2 separate regions of the Triticum aestivum genome follow, and region 2 is linked to region 1. The links are chromatin contacts, called in public Hi-C maps. All regions are on one chromosome and are shown on one strand. Each heading gives the region's core, a stretch centred on a gene start, on an enhancer-like site or on the middle of the called end of the contact. The rest is flanking DNA. Distances are from core to core; before and after follow the strand shown.

The links. Hi-C and Micro-C count contacts between places; a contact is called where the count stands out from the background.
Region 2: a Hi-C map of leaf shows a contact between it and region 1, with 5 times the contacts expected there. The contact joins the promoter of LOC123161689 here to the promoter of LOC100146092 in region 1. A contact is called at or near these places in 2 of 5 Hi-C or Micro-C datasets (both in leaf).

The regions. Positions count from the first base shown.
Region 1 is chr7B:492,551,258-492,556,175 of IWGSC CS RefSeq v2.1, reverse strand. It overlaps LOC100146092 (V-type proton ATPase subunit B 1), which reads left to right and starts at 1,312. Exons shown (of 15, transcript XM_044573769.1): 1 at 1,312-1,564; 2 at 1,943-2,022; 3 at 2,597-2,652; 4 at 2,766-2,864; 5 at 3,048-3,107; 6 at 3,427-3,538; 7 at 3,694-3,899; 8 at 3,985-4,116; 9 at 4,292-4,429. The coding sequence starts at 1,965.
Region 2 is chr7B:493,107,683-493,112,289 of IWGSC CS RefSeq v2.1, reverse strand. It overlaps LOC123161689 (ent-kaurene oxidase 2), which reads left to right and starts at 3,163. Exons shown (of 8, transcript XM_044579499.1): 1 at 3,163-3,445. The coding sequence starts at 3,301.

The sequences.
Region 1 (4,918 bases), core at 63-2,562:
GGCATTTGGTCGCGGTTCATCTGCCGAACCGCGACTAAAGACTTCATTAGTCGCGGTTCCTACAGTTTCGCGACTAATGGGGCTGGACGGAAGCCTCTTTTTCTACTAGTGAATGTCCCCGCACTGCACTAGTTGTCCACGTGGTATAAGTCGACACTCCGCAAAACAATATGAATCGCCAAACATCTGATCTAGTATAGACAATGGAGGTAGACACGTAACCCTAGCCTGACCATCCACGTGGCAGCACATCGCAATCAGACAAAACAATGACAGAATTGTCGAATTTGAACGTGACAAGTTACAGGGTGCTGGAAATATCTATTTTTTGACAGGCAACAACAAGAGCTTTGCCAGATCTTAATAGAAAGAGAAAGAGGCCGAAGCTCCAGAGTACAGCACAAACACAAGCAAGACCGCACAGTGATCAGGACCGACCCACTCATTCTGTTTTCTTTTATCAATGAAAAGATACGCAAGCTTTGCGTACTTGCGAAAATAAATTATTTGACAAAATTTACTACTTTTCGAGAAATATTATTCGAAGGTACGTCTCACAAACTAAATTTAGAACCTTGACAAACTCTCGGTTTCTATAGGAATTTAACTGTTTTCCGCAAAAACATACATGCTCTTATATCAGCATACCTCATGACCAAGGGATTCTGCAGTTTGCTCAAGGTTAAACAAGGGAAGACGGATTCTAAATTTGTTCCTTGCCCCGAGGGGAAGCATGTAGAGCCACATGCTAGCATATGTTCTGCTTTGGTCTAATTGAATTAGGGCACATTTACAAAAAGAACCTGTAACCAAACCATATCAGACTTGCTCGTATCACCCTTATCTGAAGTCATGGCCTTTGGAGAACACATAAGCCAGGGAGCAAATGGTCCCGTGACGACATGATATCATCCCATCCCGTGGTCCACCAGCAGCTTAATAATTTTATTTTATTGCAAGAAGTGGATCCAAATAATTTTGGACATTGTTTACCGGCCCCTCTCTGTCTCAGAAAACATGACATTATGCAGAGAGCATTTTTGGTAGTACAGTACATTGGTAGTGTATCTTTTAGGAGTAGGCGACGATGACCTGTTGAAAAAGCGGCAAGCGGCTGAACCAAGTGTTTCAATATATGTGAATTTATATATATGCACAGGTTCAATTCCCATCGTTCGACCACCGCATCTTTGCGAACAGCGAACTCAAAGGAAAATGTAATATTCTCACCCTCCTATTCTTGAGTCCGGATTAGAATCCACTGTGAAAAAACAGCCACACAGGAACACAGTATTTTTGAAGGAGGATAAAATTTTAGAGGCGGGCTGATTCATGTCTGATCCTGTCACGGGGCGTATTTAGAAATTCGGTATTCCTGCAGGGTCTGACACGCAAAAGCGGTACCGTATCCCCTCCCTCAACGATTGGGTTTCCCTGCATTAATTTCCCGTCTGCCCCTCCTCTCTCCGCCTCTTCTTCTCCCAGCTGCGTCGTCGCCCACACGATCCACCAGCACCACCTCCACCTCCCTCTTCTCGCCGCCTCCCACCGATCCCGACCCGAGGTACGCTCCCTCCCCAGCTCTCGAACCTTCCACACCCTGGTCCCGTGCCGAAGCTCGCTCGCCTCGCGCCTCGGGCAGCCAATCTCCCCCCACCGCGCGCGGGGAGGCTAGGTTCGTCCCGCCACGCTTACGGGTGTCGAATCCGAGATCGAGATCGAGATCTGCCCCCAATGCCTAGATCTGGGTCCAGGGGTCGGGCGGAGGCCCCGCGTCTCGGTTGTCGCGCCTGAATTGGGAGCAGCGGGCGCGATTGGCAGACAGCTTGCTGTGTAATTTTTTTTTTGTCGGCGGGATCGGGGTTGTCCGCGCGTTGTTTGGAGAAGCACGGATCGCTTTGTCTGCTGATTCTGATGGCGCGGTTCGTGATGCTCTCCGCAGGTTGCTCTTCGTTGGGTTCAGCATGGGTCTGGTGAAGGAGGGCGCCGACATGGAGGAGGGAACCCTGGAGATCGGCATAGGTGAGTAATTGAACACGTCTCGTTTAGTGTCTCCTTATGCTTTAGTTTTGTGTGCCCAGCAGTGGTTATGTTGCGCCATTGCCTGTTGTCGTCGGGTAACTGCCATTGCAGCCCGTCAGCACTTGCATTGTCACGCCAGCTTTGGATAGGAAGTTTGAGATGCTGACTATGTGTAAATGAGCTTAGGCTACAAGATAAGGGACCATTTGATATAATAATATAAAAAAGCCACAGAGCTTTTGCTGGAAATCCATAGTGTTCCAATAGAGAGGGACCTAATCAAATTGTAGACGAAGTTTGCTTTTTGTAGCTTTGCAGTTTATTTTTAACTATGCAACATTATGTTCCTTCAGGTCTTGCACTATGCCAATTATTTTAGACTATCGTTCATTTTTCTTCTAATGTTAGCCTTTTTGGAAACTTCATTTATAACAAAAGGTGCATTCCGCTAAGTACAATTCATTGTTGTCAACGGCATACTGTCAAAGTGCACATACTAGTGCTGCTGCTAGAAAAGCATTCTTTCCAGACGACCGAACAAAGACGGTGCTTACTAAACAATTTACTTATGCAGAGTACAGGACAGTTTCTGGTGTGGCAGGACCTCTGGTTATCTTGGACAAAGTAAAGGTGTGTATGCTTTTCTAATTTGAACATCTCTTAGCATATTCCCACATTTTTTACCGGATTATTCTAGCAGTTCCCTTTTCTTACTATTTCATTATTGTCATTATGGCATATAGGGCCCAAAATACCAGGAGATTGTAAACATCCGATTGGGAGATGGCACCACTCGGCGTGGTCAAGTTCTGGAAGTTGATGGTGAAAAGGCTGTTGTGCAGGTTAATTAATATTCTCTCCTGCATTGTTTTGACGAAAAAAATGTTCAATCTAGTCTCTTTCTGAAATAATACCATTTTATGTTCTGATTTGATTTAGTAATATGGTTGGTTTAATTTCATTTTCGAGTAAACTTTAGACTGCCGTTAGCTATGTTTATCTGAACGGCTTGATTGATTATACAGGTCTTCGAAGGCACTTCAGGAATAGACAACAAATACACAACTGTTCAGTTCACAGGCGAGGTAAATGCCCATTATCCACAAGCTCTTCTTGTCTTTTTACTATCTAAATTCTCTCTAAAAGGAAGCTTTCGGTTGGCCACTGTTAGTATATGATGAACTGATGATGAGGACATTCATTCTTGAAATTGTTAAGTCATGCTTATTGTTGATTAAGGAGGCACCGCAACTGCATATCACTGGAACTGAATAACATGGAGAAGCCCATGCTGAACTATGAGAATGAAATTTAAAATAATATTGTCTTCCTTCTTGTTTGTATATGAACATGACAAGCTGCCACTTTTTGTTGCCTACTTATGGTATGCTGCTTCTGTGACAGGTCCTGAAAACTCCTGTCTCACTTGATATGCTTGGACGCATTTTTAACGGCTCTGGAAAACCTATTGATAATGGCCCCCCGATATTGCCTGAGGCCTACTTGGATATCTCCGGTAAGTGCTTTCTCAGTTGAAGGACACTGTTATTTAAGAGCCTCATGGTTAATTGTATGTTCAGTATTCTTTATAGGACAAAATTAGAACTATGAATGGTGTTAAACTGTAATCATTTTTTACTTCTGATAGTTATGTATTGTTACTTATTTCAGGAAGTTCTATCAACCCAAGTGAGAGAACCTACCCAGAGGAGATGATTCAAACAGGCATATCTACAATTGATGTCATGAACTCCATTGCTCGAGGGCAAAAGATTCCTCTCTTTTCTGCTGCTGGTCTTCCTCATAATGAAATCGCTGCTCAGATTTGTCGTCAGGCTGGTCTTGTCAAGAGGCTGGAGAAAGGAAAGCATGCAGAGGTAACCATCTCTTTGAAAGAGACCATTTTGTCAATCGTGGCCAAATCATTGCTTGTTGATTGATCTGATTTCTTTGATGTACTAGGGTGGTGGTGAAGATGACAATTTTGCTATTGTGTTTGCTGCTATGGGAGTGAACATGGAGACAGCCCAATTCTTCAAACGCGATTTTGAAGAGAATGGTTCAATGGAGAGGGTCACCCTTTTCCTGAACTTGGTATTTACATTCTACTTGTTAACCAGACTTTTTCCTACCGCAAGGCAAAAAATGTTACTGCATATATTGCTATAATTTATACTTGATAGTATTTTAGTTGTCTCCTAAACAAGATTTGACTTGGGCAATGCCAAACAAAACATAATTTAACACTCTGCTCCTGTTTGTCTTGTAGGCAAATGATCCCACGATCGAACGTATCATCACCCCTCGTATTGCGCTAACAACAGCAGAATATTTGGCATATGAATGTGGGAAGCACGTTCTTGTCATCTTGACAGATATGAGTTCATATGCAGATGCACTTCGTGAGGTATTGCCCTTTATATTTCATCAACTAGAGCATGATTCCATTGAAGTTTATTTTCCAATCAGTTAGCTCTTCCTTGGAGTACTTCTTGTCCTGATGTTTTGCCAGTGACCTGAATAACTAATGATTTTATAAGGGAAGGATTGATAAAATTGTATAACCTTTGCACACTAAAATCCATCAATCTAATTGCAAAAATTACTGTCCGAATGATAAAACTTGAAATTATCTTGTACAAAATGCAGTACAAACTGAAGTGGCAGAGTTTGGTCGTGATCTGGTGTCAAAATTATCTTTTTTTTCTTTCAGTTTTTTATTATCATCACACCACTGCCAAACGGCTATATAGTGTTAGTGTTGAAAACAGAACCTTGACATTTTTATTAGCTTCTAACAGTGTTTTGTAGTTTTCTCTATCCAGTAAGTTGGAAGATTTCCACCTTGGTAGTATTGCATTTCGGAGTATATGTAGTACTCCCTCCGTCCCATAAT
Region 2 (4,607 bases), core at 1,914-4,413, 550 kb before region 1:
GATGAATTTTTTTGTAATACGCGGTGAAGTTTTTATATAAATCACAACAAAGAGAATAAAAGAAAAAAGGAACATAAAAGAAAATTGATAGAAAAAGGAACCAAAACAGAAAAAAAAAGAGGAACAAGACAACTGGAAACCTCAAAAAATATGAAAAACTAGCAGCAAAAAACTACGAAAAAAAAGAAACCCACAGCGAAGGAAAACAGCACACGAAATTCGTGCATTAGCCGGCTCAAGTGGACTCGCTTCAGCGAAGCCGTGGCTCCTTGACGCACACGCGCGTCAAATATGATCGACCATATAGCAAACTAGATGATACCCCGCACATTGTTGTGAGAATGTTTTGAAATATATTCAGTGTGAATTGGTTGTATGAAACATGAATATGTATAGTCATAATACGAGAACAAAAACTTAAAAAAATGATTTGTGGTGTTTGGTTATTAATTGTACAATATAAATATATAATCAGTGAGAATTGCTTGTATGAAATATGAATATGCATAGTAATAATATGAGAACTGAAATAAAAAATGATTTGTGGTGTTTGGTTATTAAATGTATAATATACATATGATAATAGTATGAGACATTTACATCTATGCCCCTAACTCATTCTCACTACTCAGATTTGCCCTTTAATTTCGAAGGGTGCTTAAATTTGCTCCTCGATCACCAGTTTCACTTATAGAAATACTCCTCCATGTCGTTTCCGTTCAGTCAAGGCTGTTTGACTGCTAACTGGCTGCCAGTTTGACATATTTGCCCCTCCGTCCTTACATGTGGGCCCAAACTTACCTGTTCACTGCACTCTCTCTCTCTCTCTCTCATTCTCTCGCTTGACCCGCACGCTCTCTCTTCCCCCAAATCGCAGCGGAACCCTAACCCTAGAGCCTTCGATCTCCGACAAGCAAAGCTCCAGATCAATGGCCGCCGTGGTGGAGATTCCATTGTTCTGACTCTGTGTGATGCTGTGCCGCGGATAGGACACAACTGCTGCGGATGGAGGGCGACGATGGTTGTGGCGGCGGTGACCAACAAGGGAACACAACGCCAACGATGGACGCTCTGATTGGGTAAGTGCCTTCCTTTCAGATCTGAAGCATGTTCTTCGTTCTGTTTAGTTCTTGTAGTTGGATTTGTTGGTTACTGCGTTCGTAGTGCTCATTTGGTTCGTTTTATTTTTCCTGTTTTCCATGGTTATCTGTAGGGTAGAACATATTTGTCTGGATTGTAGAATGCAAATGACATTGCTAGTTCCCGCCAGTACATTTTTTAATTCATGAACACTTTTTAAATTCACCAACATTTTTTAGTTTGTGAACTTTTTATCATTTTTTGAGTTGTGATCTTTTTTCAAATTCATGAACAATTTTTCAAATTCAAAATCCAATATTTTTGAGTTTACAAACATTTTTGCAAACTCCTGAAAAAAATTCAATATTTGATTTTTTATTTCCTAGCATCTTTTCAAGCTTCCAAAATAAATCTGTTCATGAACATTTTTTCCAAACTCCTGAAGATTTTTCGTATTTGAGAATGTATTTTATTTCTGAATTTTTGTTAAGATTTGCGAACATTTCCCAAACTCCTGAAAAGAATTCAAAATTTGAGAATATTTTATTTCTGAGTTTGTTTTTCAAATTTGCAAAAATATATAAATAAATCAGTGCACGATCATTTTTTCCAAACTCCAGAAGATTTTTTGGTATTTGAGAATATATTTTATTTCCGAGCTTTTTTCAAATTTGCAATAAAAAATCAGTTCACGATCATTTTTCCAAACTCCTGAAGATTTTTCGTATTTGAGAATATATTTTATTTCCGTGCTTTTTTTCAAATTTGCCAAAAAAATCTGTTTACGATCATTTGTTCAAACTCCCGAAGATTTTTTGTACTTGAGAATATATTTTGTTTCCGAACATTTTTCCAAACTCCTAAAAAATTTCAAAATTTCAGAATATTTTTTATTTCCGAGTATTTTCTCAAATAAAAAAAACAGTTCGCGAACATTTTGCCAAACTCCTGAATATTTTTCGTATTTGAGAATATATTTTATTTCTGAACATTTTTCATATTGGCGACCATTTTTCAGGTCACAGACATTGTTCTAAGCTCCTGAAGATTTTCCGTATTTGATAATTTTTTTAATTTCCAAGCAGTTTTTTAATTTACGAACGTTTTTAAAAATCATGCCCATTTGTTCAAATCGGTTAGAAATGTGACTATTTTTTAGGCTAGCCGGCCCACCTAAGGAGTGACGTGAGAGATGTAGTTTCAGGATCGTCACTTTTCGGGTGCACCAAACGACTCAAGGGTTTGATTTGGACCGGAAATGATGAAGTCAGTGTGCCAACGACCAGGATTGGGAGTTGAGGGTTTGATTTAGCTAACAGAATGGATTTTTTCCTAAATAAAATCTTGGAAAGTTACTCTTTGCCATGCTAAGGCTGGTCACAGTGAGGAGGACTTAGGAGTAACATCACACACTCCAATACAATTTGCTTATGTGACACGTATTCAATGAAGAGAGAGGTGCTTGTGGTAACTAGCTAAGTTACCAGAACATCACACACTCCAATAAACAATGAGTCTATAACCTAATAAATACATTGTTGTATGACACTACATAGATGTTCCTACCCACTATGAGGCTGGTCATAGTGGAGAGTAACTTAGACTAGTAACATGCATATGTTACTAGTCTATGTTACTACCTTCATAGTGGGTAGTATCATATATGTGGTAACATAGATGTCTTTATTTATTATTCTGTAGACTCATTTTGCATTGGAAAGCGCTATGTGAGGTTACTCTATTTGCCTCTTTCCTCATTAACTACTTGCCACCTTATCATTTTTGCTTATGTGGCATCTAAGTTACTACCTATGTTACTCCCAGTATGAGCAGCCTGAGGTAGTAACATAATCTAGAAAAGTGTGTAAGTTACTAGCTTATGTTCTTACCCATTGTGACCAGCCTAATAAAACTCGCCACATTATAACTCCCTAAAAAAAAACTTGCCACATTGACCGCCTCACCACTGCATCCAGACGTCGCAGCTGAATTGGCCACGTGCCATCCGCCCACGTCGGCACAAATAGAGCGACGGCCGGCATCCCTTTTCCGCTCCGCGCCCATATGCCTCTGCCCCGACCCTTGTCGCTTTCCCCTTCGCCTCACTCCTACAGTCCTACTAAAACTCAAGGCGCGCACGCCGAACGCACGGCCACCGCCACTGCCCGAGTCTCCTTTCCTCCTCTCCCACCCCACGCCGCGCGCGCCCGAGCGACCCCCATGGAGTCCCTGCTTGCGGCGCTCCCGGCCGGCGGAGGAGGCGCGGTCGCTGCCGCTGCCGCGGCCGTCGGCGGGCTGGCCGCGGCTGCGGCGCTCGCCGCCAAGGCCGGCGTCGTCGGGACGGGCCGCACCAACGCGCCCCCAGGTGAAGACCCTCCCACCCAATATCGTCTAAATGCATCATGTTTTCTCCCATGTTGTATGTATGCTCGTATACATGTAGCAGAGCGTGCCATACTTGGGCTTTTTATGCCACAATTTTCCTTAGGTTCCTGTAGGATATTCTTGAATTATTTGTATGTGTTCAGGTACAGTAGATGTTTATCAAGTGAGAATTGATCCTCACCGTGGAAATCATGCACATGTAGAAGTTTATAAACTTTTATTAAAAATATATACAGCTTGTCGTAAGTCCATAAAACTTCAAGATCAAGCTCAACCAAATTTACAAGATCTAAGATTTTTTTTTCTTATTGTCAAATATTGGTTTTGAATTCTTATAGGCTTCTGGATAAGCATGATCACCTCTTCCAAATAAGTGATCTGCGAATTTAGACATTTTGAATCTTAAGCAATTAATGCTTATACATGCTTCTTTCTTATTCTGGGCAAAACCTTTAAATACTTGCTATATCTTTTATCTTTTATTATCTCCATTCGTAGATGTATGAAAGCGTGCAGTCAAACTTCTGCAATTTTGTAACAAAACGGGATTGCTAAATCTCTGTCTACTAAGACTTAACCAAGTCTCAGTCGATGTTATATTTGTAAGATCTTACATGAAGTTCCGTGCAAAATTTCTTTTAAATTTTTTCTTTTATCTTTTTATAGGTTCTATCACTTGACTAAGACTTGGTTAAGTCTTAATCGACTAAGATCTAGCCACACCCTATACTAATATTAAAAACTGGCTGTAAGGCTGGAACAGTATTTTTAGATTTGTGATGAAAGATAATTCCATAATATAATTGTTTTAACTCTATACTAATATATACATATAAAAAATAACGGTTAAAGGTGTATGCTGGAAATCCTGTCAATGTCCAAAACGACATCCATTTATGAACGAAGGAACTATTTTTTGTTTATTTCTTTTGCAGATTTATGCACAAGTCATTTGGAAAATAACACCTTGCTAGCTTTTCATGACCAACTCCCTAGACATAAGAACATGTCAACATGAAGAATCTTTTACTTCCCACCATTCCAAGAAGATCCCTTTTTTTCTAATCCAATTTCCAAGCCCCTTTTGGTCCCCATGCATGGGCTGTGAGCAGTCCGGTTGGCACTTTCACATGGAAAAGTGC